Linked DNA regions of Mus musculus: regions 1, 2, 3 and 4 are each linked to region 5. Evidence: chromatin contacts called from public targeted proximity ligation data. All regions are on one chromosome and are shown on one strand. The core of a region is the stretch at or near the end of the contact, and the rest is flanking DNA. Distances in the headings are between cores, read along the strand shown.

What was found.
Region 1: a contact with region 5 is called in a targeted proximity ligation map of pancreatic cancer cells. A contact is called at or near these places in 6 of 484 Hi-C or Micro-C datasets (the C2C12 cell line, the N1E-115 cell line, adipose-derived mesenchymal stem cells and 3 more), 4 of 130 datasets of targeted methods (embryonic fibroblasts, embryonic stem cells, fibro-adipogenic progenitors and 1 more) and 1 of 9 other capture datasets (embryonic stem cells).
Region 2: a targeted proximity ligation map of bone marrow-derived macrophages shows a contact between it and region 5, with 4 times the contacts expected there. A contact is called at or near these places in 2 of 484 Hi-C or Micro-C datasets (Th1 cells and bone marrow-derived macrophages), 14 of 130 datasets of targeted methods (CD8 T cells, Th17 cells, bone marrow-derived macrophages and 8 more) and 1 of 9 other capture datasets (embryonic stem cells).
Region 3: a targeted proximity ligation map of pancreatic cancer cells shows a contact between it and region 5. A contact is called at or near these places in 10 of 39 promoter capture datasets (the C10 cell line, the HPC-7 cell line, HPC-7-derived erythroid cells and 8 more), 9 of 484 Hi-C or Micro-C datasets (bone marrow-derived macrophages, colorectal tumor organoids, dorsal root ganglion neurons and 6 more), 17 of 130 datasets of targeted methods (the HPC-7 cell line, craniofacial prominence, double positive thymocytes and 12 more) and 1 of 9 other capture datasets (embryonic stem cells).
Region 4: a targeted proximity ligation map of pancreatic cancer cells shows a contact between it and region 5. A contact is called at or near these places in 15 of 484 Hi-C or Micro-C datasets (the 3T3-L1 cell line, the C2C12 cell line, LSK cells and 12 more), 5 of 130 datasets of targeted methods (the HPC-7 cell line, embryonic fibroblasts, embryonic stem cells and 2 more) and 1 of 9 other capture datasets (embryonic stem cells).

Annotation. Positions count from the first base shown.
Region 1 is chr15:59,565,894-59,568,990 of GRCm38.p6, reverse strand. The region is part of intron 4 of Nsmce2 (NSE2/MMS21 homolog, SMC5-SMC6 complex SUMO ligase); the gene reads right to left. Among named protein-coding and RNA genes, the nearest start is that of Gm36677, 51 kb to the left of the region's middle.
Region 2 is chr15:59,613,131-59,615,949 of GRCm38.p6, reverse strand. No RefSeq gene overlaps it. Among named protein-coding and RNA genes, the nearest start is that of Gm36677, 3.7 kb to the left of the region's middle.
Region 3 is chr15:59,661,397-59,664,468 of GRCm38.p6, reverse strand. No RefSeq gene overlaps it. Among named protein-coding and RNA genes, the nearest start is that of Trib1, 14 kb to the right of the region's middle.
Region 4 is chr15:59,539,813-59,542,512 of GRCm38.p6, reverse strand. All of the region lies in intron 4 of Nsmce2 (NSE2/MMS21 homolog, SMC5-SMC6 complex SUMO ligase), which reads right to left. Among named protein-coding and RNA genes, the nearest start is that of Gm36677, 77 kb to the left of the region's middle.
Region 5 is chr15:59,410,511-59,413,568 of GRCm38.p6, reverse strand. All of the region lies in intron 2 of Nsmce2 (NSE2/MMS21 homolog, SMC5-SMC6 complex SUMO ligase), which reads right to left. Among named protein-coding and RNA genes, the nearest start is that of Nsmce2, 38 kb to the right of the region's middle.

The DNA of each region.
Region 1 (3,097 bases), core at 36-2,535, 160 kb before region 5:
GCTGTGCTATCATCTATTGAGAGGACACATCAACATATTAATCTGCTTTTACCTTTCATCTTTTGTTGGGCATTGCAACGTTAAACACTCCAACTCACCAGTAAAGCTTATTATGTGACATCTTTCTTCTTGAGGAGCCTTCCTTTTTTCTAACTCGATGGGTCATGTCACCAGGTCAATCACTGCCAAGTAAGTAACTTCCGGTCAATTTGTTCTTCCTTAAGCATCGGTGAGGCAATGGCAAAAACTTGCATTATTTTCTTGCTCTTTCTAATCAGAAATGTATGACCCCACCCACAGCTACCATTTTATCCCCTTTTGTTTGCAGGCCTAGATAGAAGCTTTCGGTGATCTCCTATGGCTCTCCCTAACATTCCCCCTCAATACCCTGAGAGAGGCCTCAAGGAAGGAACCAACAAGTATGAACTCTGTCTCCCGAACGCCCTGTGCTTTTAAGAAAGCCACCCAAGTCTGAGTGGGCATTCACTGGCACAGGAACACTGGCTTGGAGGAAAACACCTGTCTGAAAAGCTGTTCTAAGGAAAAAGACATTTTATGCAATATGCTAGACATGGCATGAAATGGCTGTTCAGGAATGGTGGCAGTGACTTTAACCCCCCTGAACCACTTTCGACCACCTAGTCATGTCAGTAAGACCCATGAGAATGCTGTCGTTGGCAACTGTTTGGTGACTTCTGGCCTCTTCAGATTCCTACTCTGACTCCTCCCCACCCATCCACCCCCCACCCCCGTGCTCTAAATCAGTTATACACACTGCTTTATAACAGGTTAATGCATTTTTTTTCTTCTTTTGTACACCACTCTTCTCAAACATATGCCCATGGTCACTGTGCTTTGGACTGGCTTCTCAGACCTCATTTCCAGATGTCCTTGAAATGACAACTCTTAATGAAAGCCTTCCTGATTGAATAGAGGAAACTCCCTTGAGGAAACCAATTCTGTTCTGCTGTGTCCTGCCATCTGCTCCTGAATTCCCATGTGATCTGAGTGAGGTACTTCCCTTCTCTATATTAACTGGGCAGGCAGGATACATTCAAGCTTTTCCTAGCCGAGAGACTAGATTGTTGGTGCTAAAATATGTGGCTTCCATGCCTTTTCTTGCCCTGAGAGAAACTCATGAGCCTTTGGCTTTCCTTGATGTCCTCAAGGGCTGAGCCCATTATCTCAGTAAGTCCCTAGCACAGCACAACACACTGCTGCCCAGGACTAATGTGTGCATTTAGACAACAATGATCAAAGCACCTCCAGCGAGGCACCGACAGCTGCCACTAGATGACTCAGACCTCTCTGAAAAATGGCTTAATTTAGCAGCCTTTCAGTTGTCTGCAGAACAGACTGTGAGTAAAGGACACGGTGAACAGAACAGAACATCTTTTAACTAGCTTGACCCCACAGTGGCCCTTTAAGGTCAGGCAGCTCTCGATAGCACAGAGAGAGAAGCGTTTGCCTCTGCTCTTCAGCCAGTAGAGAACCAGGGGCTGGGATAACCTGGGAAGACCCTGTACTGGCCGAGTGTCTTCTGAACCTAAGGCTGGCCTTGGTCACTGACTAGCCCTGGGAGTGACTCAGGGAATTGCTTTCTCTTCCTGGGCCTGGAAAACGGCTGTGGCAATGCTCCCTAAACCTGGCAAACTAAACTACAAAGACGCCTCGGTCCCCTACTCCTAGGGCTTTGACTCTGATGGCCTGGCATGGGCACAGGATGATGTGTTTCCTGTATGGTTCCCTCTCAGGAGCAAGTGCTGCTGGCAGCAGTGTGTAGGATACTGGATTCTCCACCTGGTGCTCCCCTCAGACAATCCTGTCTCTTCCAAGGTCCCAAACCAATTAGATGACATGGTCTTCCGCCCTTCCTCTTCCCTTCTCTCTTTAGAACCAAACTGGACTGTTTCCAAGTACACTGCATGGTAGCTCACCACATTCATGAGAACTCAAAAGAAATTTTGAAATCAAGGACTGGTTCGTAAGACTCAAGGGTTCACTGAAGAGGCAATCTCCTTTTGACAGAAACCCAAGCTCAAGTGCAGCAAGCAGCTCCTTCCTGAACACCCATTACTTACCAACCAGGAACACAGAAGGCACAGGCCAGGCAGAGGCCTGCTCTCCAGCACATGGGGATTCTTCTAAAATGGGCACGGTGGCTGCATGTGGCAGAGTGAGGGGGCAAGAGGACTGCTGTGGGTTTGAGGCCAGGGTGGGCTACACAGAAAGTACCCGGTCAGCCAAGATTACATAGCAAGACCCGATCTGAGACAAAAACAGGACCGGTGAGATGTTCAGCAGATAAAGATACCTGCACCAAGCTTGGTGAACTATGTTTGAACCATAGGACTCCAAGTTTGGAGGAGACAACGGAACCCTACATGCTGTCTTCTAAACTCCTGTATGTAACACAGCATGCACAAGCCTCCCACGATAAAGAGTAAATGCAAAACCAGCCAACTAACCAACAGCGAAACACTACCTGTTCATCTGGATTCTCTTATCAAGAGCTTAACTATTCAGTGAAAGTCTAATCAGACTAAGAACCTGTTCTGTAATGCGAGCTATGATGCACTGAAAGCCAGCACTCTGCTATGCATAGTCTGCAAATTATCTAATTTAATGGAGACAACGCTGATGCTAGTGCTTTCTCTCATGTTTTTTTGAAAACTGGAAACCTCAGAGCAGGCCAAAGCTAAGCATATTTAATTCTACAAACCATACAATCCTATTACTGTGACCTTAATAGCGGATAGACTTATGGTAGATATTTCTAGGATATCTGTGAATATGAAGGCTTATATCAAATCTGCCAATTTTCTAAGCATATATAAAGTGGAGACAGAAACATACCCTTTCCAGACATATCAAGTTGCTTTACTTAGGAGAATGTAGACACACTGGACAAGACACTAAACTGCAGACTCTAGATAACTTCCTCCTCTGTGTGACCTTGCAGTTAGTTTTATATCTATTGTTGGGGAAATTAAGCAGATTAAGTCCACACAGCAGCTTTGGTCTTCTCAATAAAGTCTGCAACTCTGATTTGTCCCAGAGCTGCAGCTGACTGGAGCTTAGAAGCAGCCGAGTCTGG
Region 2 (2,819 bases), core at 295-2,794, 200 kb before region 5:
AGTGCTCCCACTGGACATTATAGCTGTGCTCCCTAGGTTCTGCCCTTTCTCTGTGTACGGTGTTTGACTCCACCTGGCTGGATACAGTTCCAAGAGGCAAGCAGAGTAGAGGACCACTCTTCCAAGCACAGCTAAAGGGCTCTTGGGTGAGGAGAAGCTTATGGAAGCCAGCTTAGGTCACCACTAGTCAGAAACTGAACTTGGCACTCGTCCCCTGAATGTCCAGCTGTTCCAAGAACAATTTGCTTCCCCAAACCTTGCTTCGCAGTGTCCATCTCCATAGAGCTGAAGTGAGCTACAGCGTGGTGTTGCAACCCCAAGCGCCACAGGGAACAGCCCACCCATGGCTTGCATGCACCCTCCTCCGTGGCAGCCCCTCCAAATGAGCCTGGTTTCAGTTTGTCCTCAGGTGAATCATAAGCTGCCAGCCAGCTGTCAGCGCCCCTTAGCTTGTTTTCCTTGGCTGGCATTATACAGCCTCCCTTGACATGTGCTCGCTACAAGTCACACGCTACTTCAAAGACAAACAGATCGGTGGGGGAAATAGATCTGTAGCTGCAAGGACTCCTGGGACTCAAGCTGTCTTCTCCTTGTGAAGTGCCCAAGGCTGGCAGGGGATGTCACCTGCTTCAACACAGGCAGATAGGGACAGATAGGGACATGCTGTTGAGCTCATGTTTACTGTTCAGGAGGTTGACTGGAACTCTCGACTGAGCTCTGATGATGTGACCCAGGGCGAGCAACACTAGGATCCCCAACATGGCATTTGTCCGGCTCAGACTTCTCATGTGAAACTCAGATGCATTGGTCAGCACAAACCACTCTTTGTGGAAGTCAGAGCTGTTGGCCGGCCGCAGTGGGGGTGGGGGTGGGGGTCTAGCACGGCTTGATGGCTAGCCAAAACTTACTTCCTGCTGGAATCGGGGCACTGTCAAGGGACTTCTTAGTTTCAGTGCTGGGTAGGGCGTAGAGGGAGGGTTGTGGGAGAGCCCTGGTGAGTAGGGAAGTTTTGGGCCCCCAGCCCTGCAAGAACCCTCCAGCAAACAGCCAGGAGGATGTTAAGTGTCTCATTTTAAAATGCCTGTCTGGAGCTAGAACTTGGTAGATTGCTTACCTAGCATTCGTGAAGCCTGGGGTTCCTTCCAGTATTCCTAGTAACCAACTGTGGTGATTTCACGTGTCTTATCAGTTAGGAGGAGGCTTTTCAAAAGTGAATTAACCTCTTTCAAAACAATTAAGCAAATAAGGCACAGGCGACAGAAGTCTCATGGGGACTCTTGAACAACTGGTGGTCAGGAAGCAAAGTCTTGGAGACTTCAACACACACACACACAAATATTAACTGAGCCTCGCTCTGAGCGGGTGGGTGACTGGAGGTCTCCATGAAACCCGAGCACTAGCTTCTTCTCTCGTCTCTGACAGAAAGGATGCGAGGGAAGAAAGCATTGTTCTGGCTGAGAGTTTTATCAGGAAGTATCTGCCCCCCATGGCCGGGAAAGCACAACACTGGGAAGGAAGCAGGCCCACGTGCCAGTGACTCCTACCGCCCAGGCTGGATTGGGAAGTAGGAAACACAGGAGGGAACCAGAAAATACAAACTTCCCCCAGCCAGCCTCCCAAAGCGCTGTCACTGAGTGGGAACCAAGTGCTCCAACTCGGGCCTGCGCAGGAGACATTTCCCATTCAAACCATAACACCTTTGCGCTTCCACACGTCCAACACGCATGACACCAAGGTTGTCTTCACCAAGACCTCACTCGAGGCTGGGCCCTGGGAGATAGATGGGAAAAGATGCTCTCAAGAGAGCCATCAAGCCCACGCCATACAGTGAAATCTTACCTGGCCAAGAGAGATCCATCAATCAAATTGGGAGGGATTCCTTCAATGCATACGGAATTTTTTTAAAGCAAAACAAACAAACAAACAAACAAAAGACAAAAATAGAAGTTAAAAGAAGATGGGATATCCAATATTTCATATTTATCTAAGGATCTTCAAAAAAATAGATTTAGTGGCTGGGCGTGGTTACACATACTTACTTTTAATTCCAGCACTAGGGAGGCATATGGATCTCTGTGAGTTCCAGACTAGTTAGATCCTGCTAGATCCTGTCTCAAATCAGCAAAAAATTATTATTTTATTTTATGGGTGTGCTTTGTTTGCATATGTAAGGGCACTGTGTATGTTCCTAGTGTCCTCAGAGGTCAGAAGAGGGTGTCAGATCCTTTGGATCTGGAATTACAGGTTGTGAGCTCCCTTGTGGTTGCTGGGAGCCAAATCCAGGTCCTTTGTAAGCAGTAAGTACCCCTAACCACAGGACAGCGGCTCCGCATTCTGGCTCCCTTGCCTTCGAAGAAAAGGTCTCACTCTATAGACTTGACTGGTCTGGAACTCTTAAAGATCTACCTTCCTCTGGCTCCCAAGTGCTAGGTAGGATTAAAGGAGTGTGTCACTGCAGTCTTTTGAGCTTTTTCAGTTAGACTATCAATCAATCCATCTATCTATCTATCTATCTATCTATCTATCTATTATCTATGCAATAATATTTTTTTTAAAGAAGCCATTAACTTGAGGAGGCATGGGAGGGATTGGAGGGATGAAAGAGAGGGAAATGACATAATCATATTTTAATTAAAAATAAAATAAGCCAGGCGTGGTGGTGCACACCTTTAATCCTAGCAATCGGGAGGCAGAGGCAGGTGGATTTCTGAGTTCGAGGTCAGCCTGGTCTACAAAGTGAGTTCTAACAGCCAGGACTATACAGAGAAACCCTGTCTGGAAAATCCAAAAGAGAAAAAAGAAAAAGAAAAAGAAAAAAA
Region 3 (3,072 bases), core at 544-3,043, 250 kb before region 5:
GAGACCCTGCCAAAAAAAGAAAAAAAAAAAAAAAAAGAAAAAAAAAAGAAAAAGAAAAAGAAAAGAAAAGAAAAAAGAAAAAAGTCAGGAACACCTGGATTCAAAGCTCAAGAGATCCCCCTGCCTCAGCATCCCGAGCATGGACTTGACATGGACACATTATCACTGGGTAGTTTTGGTAGACTGAACACTGGGCTTTAGTGATCTGCTACTGATAAGCAACACGGATTGAACCACACGTTTTTAACCATTTGGAAAATACTTTATGAATTCGTATTACCCATCTCAAGGATAAGGAGGCTAAACTTGAGGTGGGTGGTGGCACACCCCACATTGTGAGCCTCTGTGAGTCCAGGCCTCTCTGCCTCAGTAGAACCTGAGGTTATGATGAGTCTGAACCCCACTTTCCTGGTCTGCTTGTGAGTCAGACACAAGCTGAGAGCTGGGGACCCCAGTCTCCATCTTCTGCCAGAGGCGGGGTGTGTTCTGAGACCAGGAAGGTGCTAATGACTACATGTGGTTAGACAAGCCTGAGATACTACATGGCTGACCTGTGGGTCATGGCGACCAATGGGCTCTGCTCCCCACCACAGCCATCCTTTCAAGCTAATGAAGAGCACCAGCACTTCAGATCTGGCAAAGCTTCGAGCTCAGAAAGAAAGAAAGAGGGAGTGTGACAGTGGCCTTCCTCATCACCACACACCCATATTATAGTGAGGAAAAGGCGGTCCAGAGAAGTATTGCAACCTGTTAAAGTCCACAAAACAAATAAGCATGTATCTGGGGTTCAAGTCCAAGTCTGCTTGTCTTCTAGCCTTGCTTGGGATTGTCTGGATTTTGAGCCTGCCATTCAGAGACTTGGACTGCAAAAATCCATCCTATAGCCTCCCAGGCATTGCCCTGCCAGAGAGGCAGTCAAACTTGTGGCACAGATACTTTGCATGACTTCTCCAAGTCCTGGGGTAGCTAGAGACAGATCCAGGAAACTCACACTCTTTCCCTAACCCAAAAGACCAAATACATTCTTCATTTCCAGTGTCAGGGTGTCAAGTACCCCACCCATGCCACAGCCACTCAGAGAGGTCTGATGGTTTGAGCCAGGAGGATGCTGAGAATTCAAGACCAGACAGAACTATATAAGGAATGCTAACAGATACAGTGGTCTGAGCTACACTGTCAGACTATGAGAGAAAGAGGGGGTGGGAATGAGGGGAGAGAGAAAGAAGGATAGGGAGAGGGAAAAGAAGAAAAAGGAGGAGAGAGGGGGAAAAAGAGAGGAAGGCAGAGGGGAGGAGGAGGGAGGGAAGGAAGAAGGGGAAAGGAAGGAAGAAAGGAGGGAGAGAAAAGGAGAAAGGAGGGGGAGGAAGAAGGAGGGAAGGGAGGAAGGGAGGGAGGGAGAGAGGGAGGGAGGGAGAGGGGGAAGAGAGGGAGGGAGGAAAGAGGAGAAAATGCACGCATGCATACACACACACACACACACACACAAATTGAGCTTTGGCTGGCTTCTCTAGTTATATGTCTCCCTTCTTCAGTCCTAAAACTGGGAGTGTGCTCTGTGATGCCATCACTTCCTAGAAACACAGCAAGCCCTCAAGCCAGAGTCACGATGAGAAAGACCTCTGAGCCCTCATACCCAGGCCAGACTCCTTCCTCTTGGTGCTAAGGCAAGTCTGCTCTTGGGTCACACCAACCTTGGCCAGCAAGCTAATGAAGCAAGAATGAGTGTGCACAGGGGGCTGGCCACCAAGCCCAGGACTGGGCCAGGGCAGGAGCTCCGTGACTAGAAAAGGACACGAGGAGTCATTGCTGTAGTCACCAATCCAATCCAAAGGTCAGACCAAAGTACTGGAGCAGAAAGGCTCTGACTGACAAAGCAAAAGGAGGTGCCACCTCATCTGTCTCTAGATCCATTCTACAAGGTCAACCCAATGGCAACCCACCAACTAGCCCCCTCAAGAGAGCCCAGAAGCGGCTTGTACTCGGCTATGACTTCTGGGCCTCAGGTCTTGGTATCCCCTGGCTGAAAACCAGAAAAGTGTAAACTAAACCTTTTTTTAAATTTTTATATTTTTTTATTTTTTATTTTCCTTCTAGACAGGATCTCACTGTATACCTCTGGTGTCCTGGAACTCAGTATGAAAAACATCAACAAAATCAGCTGCTCAAAAAAAAAAAAGATGAAAAGATGTAGTCTTGCTGGTCTAGCAAGTTAGAACCAAGCAGAAAAGGGCAGAGTTCTCAAACCTGAAAGCCTGACCTGACATCTCACCATGTGAGACTCTAGCTGAGTGGTTCTCCGCCTTCCTAATGCTGCCACCCTTTACTGCAGAGCCTAGCGTTGCTGTGAACCCATACCATAAAATCATTTTTATTGCTGCTTCATAACTGCAACGGTGTTACTGTTATGATTCATAATGTAAATCTCTGTGTTTTCCCATGGTCTTAGACAACCCCTGTGAGTCATCGACCCTCCCCCAGGGGGTCACGACCCACAGGTTGAGAACCTCTGCTCTAGCCTCTTTTCAGTCTTGGGTCTCAGCACCACATTTCCTCCATCTGGCTCCTTGAGGAGACAAACTGATACAATCTATAAGCAGCTACAAATACACAGGCAAGCAAGGATTGATTGTTTCTTCTGATGCTCCTGTTTTCTCCTCCTTCTCCTCCACCTTCTCTTCCATCACCACCTCCTCCTCTTTATTTTATTTCTCTTTTTCATGTGTTCAAAGGGTGTTCATGCATGTAAGCAAGCAAGTACATATATCCATGCACAATCATGCAGAGGAAGATGCTCTTGGCCTTATTGTCTTGAGACAGGGTCTCTTACTAAACGCAAAGCTTACCATTTTGGCTATACTGGCTTGCCATAGAGCGCCCAGGATCTGCTTGTCTCCACCCCCAGTGCTGGGGTTAGGGAAAGCACACTATGCTCGTTTGTTTGTTTGTTTGTTTGTTTGTTTGTTTGGGCTGTGGAGTCAAACCCTGCTTGTATACCAAGCACTCTAACCCACTGAGCCATCTTCCTAGTGCTTTGTATTATTTATTTGTGCCCATGTGTGTGTGTTTAAGTGC
Region 4 (2,700 bases), core at 8-2,507, 130 kb before region 5:
CTTATTCCTTTGCGCTTCTGAGCCTAGCTAATCATTGTGAGACAAAAATGACTTTTAAAAATGTTCAAATAATGTTACGACCTGATGCCAGTAGGCCATCTAAGACTGAAGTCAGTAGGTCATCTAAGACTTAAGCCAGTAGGTCATCTAAGACTGAAGCCAGTAGATCATCTAAGACTGAAGCCATCAGATGACCATCAGGCCTTCCCTGTAGCCAAGGTGATGTTGGTTAGGCAGGATGTTTACACTGTCCACAAGTGACCAGCTGGAAGGTTCTTCCACCTACAGTAACCTGTCCTCTAGGAATCACTCTAGCTGTCCGTCCTACAGGAAGCTTTGTAGCTCAGCCCTATCCCCTCCCCTGTTCTACTCCTGGCTCGGTCCAGGGCCCCTCCTGCATACTCATATTTTCCTCCACCGTTAACAGCAGCTGAATGTCACTGCCTCCCTCTGTCATGTACTTAAGTGTTGGGACAGTGTCCTTTGAACATGTGAATCACAGTGTCTTGTAAGCACTCAATAAATGACTGTCGAATGGGATAGTGCCACCCTGTGAGATAGCCCAGCCTCTCAGGTCATTAATGTGCCTTGTCACCTTTGATTTGGCTTAGCCTGAGATCTAAATGGCATGGCCTTGAAGTAAGTCAGTTCCTGCAAAAGAAAACTAAAATCATATGTTCAGATAACAATTTTCAAGTTATGTGACATTTTCTTAAATGAATGCTTGCTTTATAAATCAAAAGTGCTTCAGTATCAACACAGCAATTATCTCAAACTCTCATTATATAAAACACTGCAGGGGCAACTGTTCTTTTGGGGAGCTCATTTCTCGTTTGGAAAGCAGTGTGCTGACAAGTGCCTCCCCCTCTCTGAGTAAGGGACCTGGTGATGAGAAGCCTGTATCAGTCAGAATATTTAAGCCCTTTTGAGCTCCACTGTTCATGGACCTAAAAATGTAAAATGTTTGTGGGCAACACTCTATGTCTTTTAAAGGTTTACTTTTGAGATAGGTCACTGGGTGTCAACAGAGGAGCTATCAAACAGAGGGAGAACCAATTTGTTCCTTTTCAGTTGCATCGGTTATTTATAAAATACGCTATCTTTCAGCAGCGAGGGGGCGAGGGCGGCAGCTTACGTATCTCAGGAACAACTGTTACAGGTTATGAGGCTGGCCCTTTCCCATTGTCCTGTCTTAGTCCTGGCTGACTAACACTGAAATGAGGTATACAGTCATCAACAAGAGTCATTTAAAAAGCCACTCTGCTTACTCTGAAGTAATTCTGACAGGGATCTTACATTGGTCATAAGAGACCACATACCATGGGGTATAGAAATGAATCACGAGTTCTCTGGGTGGGGTCTAAACCAAAACAAGAAACAAAAGAAACCCACAAATGAGTTAGGTGTAGAGTCACCATTAAGAATCCCCGGTCATGCTTGATAGTAAGCCATTTAATTCATTTGAAAGAAACAATGTATTTATCTTAAATTCTGTGCACAGCCCTGTGTGGGTATGCAGGCGGGGATCCCCTAAGCAGGAGTTACAGGCGACAACAGAGTGAGATGTCTGACAACGGGAACCAAACCCAGAGCCTCTGCAAGAGCAATGTTTGCTCTCCTTTTAACTCTTCAAAGAGCCTTGCCCAGTTTTATGGGTGAGCAAAGTACCGTGAGGACAGGGTAGCTCCTAGAGCTACCTGGAGACTGAAGTGTAGCATCGGAAGCTCGGACTCAGACAGAACACTTGATTTCAACTGCTGGTTCCCACACTCACAACAGCTTTCTTAATCCCACCCCAGGTTTCCTCCTATCTGTGAAATGGGCATATTAATAGAACACTCTCAGAGGGCTGAGGTAAGCGTGAGTGAACCAACTTATAAAGGAGCTTGCAACAGTGCCTGGCATCCAGTCAGCATTAGTTTTGCAATTACCTGACTTCAAAGGCCAGGCTACTTCTTCCACATCAAGGGTTAATATTACAAAGCATTTGCATTCATATTCCGATACATGGCATAATTGCTTTACTTATTGGAAGCAATCAACGAAGTCTCCTAATTAAGGCATCCCACCCTCATTTTCACCGTGTGTCACTCTGGAAGGAATACTTTTATGAACAAGACACAGCGAATATAAAATTTCCCTAAACTGAGAAAAAGAGTTTCTACTAGGAAATAGACTAAGCTGCCAGACTCAGGGCATGGTCTACCCAAGGAGGTCACTTAGGGGCAGATGAAAGGATTGCTCCTACGAGAGTCTGGTGGTGGGGAGGAATGGGTGAGGGAAGGTCGGGGCTTTGCTGACTTGAGAGCTCCCCTCTAGACAGCATCTGTGAGAGGAGTGCAGCGTTAGTCACGGCACTGCACACACTCACCTTAGCTGGAAAGCACACAAGTCAGAATGGAGCAAGCAGCTGTTAATAGTGTGTGTGTGTGTGTGAGAGAGAGAGAGAGAGAGAGAGAGATATTGATTGATTTTAGAACCCTTATAGAACAGTGGTCCAGGAAAATGATAAGTTCATTGAGCCAGTGACTGTAGATAACAATGCTTGCAGAAAGGAAATAAGATACGCAGGCTCTAAACACACACACACACATACACACACACACACACACACACATTTTTTTTTAAAGTTTTTTTTTGTTGTTGTTGTTGTTTTTGTTTGTTTGTTTTTTCGAGACAGGGTTTCTCTGTGTAGCCCTG
Region 5 (3,058 bases), core at 294-2,793:
CCCACCCCAAGACAAAGAATAACAGAATCACTGGAAGAAGGCTTCATTTTAGAATGAAATACTCTCATGCTTACATAATTGGAGAAGTCTCTAACTGGATGAAGCTGGCCTGCTTATGGTTTTCCTAAAGGCAGACAAACCTATAATTATGCAATCTCAGCAGCCACGCTATTCATTAGACACGTCATCTGTTACTCAATGCTAAAATGCACCAACAGCAATAACTCTTACTATTCCCTGCTTTGAAGCACTGAAAGAGCATTGAAGGTATATTAAGCAGAAATGGGTGACTTAGTGCTAGAATCAAACCCAACTTCAAACAAAATTTATAGGCTTTAATGAGAGGAAGATAATGGGCTGAGGCGGGAACAAATATGAATGTTGAAGGCGAAACCATAGCCACTGATGCCAGTTGTCCCGGTGTAGAAGAGCGTGGCAAAAGTAGAGACTGGTCTGAGAAAGGAGGGCAGGAGGCAAGTAAGCTGCTTTTATGGACATGGACTCTTAAGGAGGAATAACTTCCAACTTGTGGCTAAGAACTAGGTGACAAGCATGGCAATATGCTGTCTTTATGTAGCGCAGTATGGGAGCATGAGATATTTATTTTCCCCATTCAGATGCAGTACTATCCAGGGTTGACTCATGCCTGTTTGTTCAGTATTTTCTAAGCCACTGGTTGAAAAGCAGAAGCAGGTGGGGGAAGCAGTTCTTATCATGGCATATCCTTGTCCACCTGGTCATGATCAACAGAGCAACCCAACTGCCATTCCAGACCGGCAACCAGGTCAGTGAGGGAGGGGGGGTAAGAGGTACACTTCTGGACCTACTTATTCTAAACAGGGCCTTCCCTAACCACAGGGGTGCTGTGCCTGCAGCCCATGGAATAAACTTCCCTGAGGTCCAGCTCTGGGGGTTGGGAAATAGAGCTGAAAGTCACTCACAGTCTCTAGGCCTTTACTAGCCCAGCCTTCACTAAAACATCAAAATGTAGGCTTTGCCCTCCTTGTCTCTCCAAGCAAACCACATACAAAGACCTTGAACTTCACTACACCTCACATGGATTTCTGAGGTGCCCTTGTTGAAAGCTCCCTATGATCTCAGATATAAGGTCCCCTCTCTAACATCTCTCTACTGTCCAGAAGAGGACCTAGTATTCCAGCTCTTATCAACCCATAAAATCTCTTTACTTTTACAAGTAGGACATGTGTGCACACACACACTAGAGAGACACACCCTCAAGACAAATGTCACCTACTTATTCTTCCCACCTGCATATCTAATCAGCTGCACGGCTTTGTCCAGGGTCAAGCTGCTTTCTAAAGTTTTGTTCTAAACAAACAACAAGAAAACTGTGGGATCAGGTTAATTTTTCTATTCTACAAAGCCACACACAAGCATGTCTGAACAGAAACAACCAATTACATGGAGTTGATTAAATTCAGCAGCATGTATTTTATTAGTGACTTACCAAGCTAAGACAAAGCAGACATTTAGTGTTGCTAAGGATTGCTGACTGTGAGTCAACATGACTCACACACTTAGAAGAATCTGATAAACACGAAATGTCATTAAATACACAGACCATTTTGGCGAAGAAGAAGGATGGTGGCAAGGGTTGCCTGACTTTAGTTTAAATTCCTTAGACTAAATGGCACACACAGCCAGAAAAGTTTATTTTCTAAAGACTGGGAATAAGTTATTTCCAGATCTCTTTATATGAGAACTTGATTCTTCCATATTTTCTGTAAAAGACATTTACCTTTTTTTTTGAGAAATACAAACAGATGACAGTATAAACAATATTCTCAACTTCTGTGTCAAAATCAAACCAAAACCTGAATTCTCTGTAAACTCAGATCCAATTACCTACATCTAGTGACATCTATCTGTCTATCTGTGTGTCTCCTGACAGACAGATATTAAGCAATCTACACTCATCAGGAGTTGAATTTAATGACTTACTCAGTGCTTGAGCAATGTTTAATAGAAACTTGGTTACTTCTCACTACACTGAACTTCAAAGTTGTAATTATTCCTCCACACAGATATTAGTGTGGTAAAATTAAAACTGAATGCCCATGTTATAACTGCCTCCCACTAGAAGTAAGTGTGCAGTATCAGGTGTATGATATAACCAGTCAGCAGCTGGTTTCTTCCCAAAGTCCAGGAGAAATCCTGGAGGACTTTCCACCTTCCTGCCATCTGCCTCCCCACAGCCCTCCCATCACATAATAACCCAGACGTGGGAAGCTGCACACCACATAATTGAAGGGGCAGTCTGCTTGATTTCTTTCTTGTGGACTGTGTAGTCTTTGGAAAGACTGTTTCCACACCTCTATAATGGGTATCAGAATAGTACTGAAGGCTGGAGAGGTGGCTGAGTGGTTAAGAACACTTGTGATTCTTGCAGGGGACCAAGGTTCGATTCCTACCACCCATATGACAACTCAGGAAAGCCTATAACGCCTGATCAAGGAGATCTGATACCCTCGTAGGCCTCCATCAGCACCAGGAATGCATGTAGTGTACACTCATTTATGCAGGCAAATACTCATACCCATAAAAATAAAATGCAAACCTTTTAAAACAAGAAAAAGATAAAGAATAGTACCAAATTCATAAAGTTGTTAGCATGTAGGTACAGTGCTCAAAGAAGAGCCTGGCTTGGCATAAGCACTAACCAGCTATATTTTTAACTAAATCCATTACAGAGTAGATAGTTCATCTGCAAATATAACTAGTCCAAATCCTAAAATCATCTTGCCCTCAGAACTAAAAAGTTTCAGGTATATATTAACTTACAAAGCAACCAGCCGAACCCACAGAATTCAGACCTCAGTGAGAAGGGTTGCAGACACCCCTTTCCAAGTTCAGAAACTCCTTTACCTGCCAATGGTTACTGAGCACTTACTACACATCAGGCGGGGGAGATGCCTTAATGCAAGAACAGCAGCCACCACTACCACACGAGGCAAAGAACCTTAGCAGAAGGCCATGGCTGTTCACCACACTGGGGTGGAGGCTAAACAAATGCTTTCAGGGCTCCCCTGAAACTGAC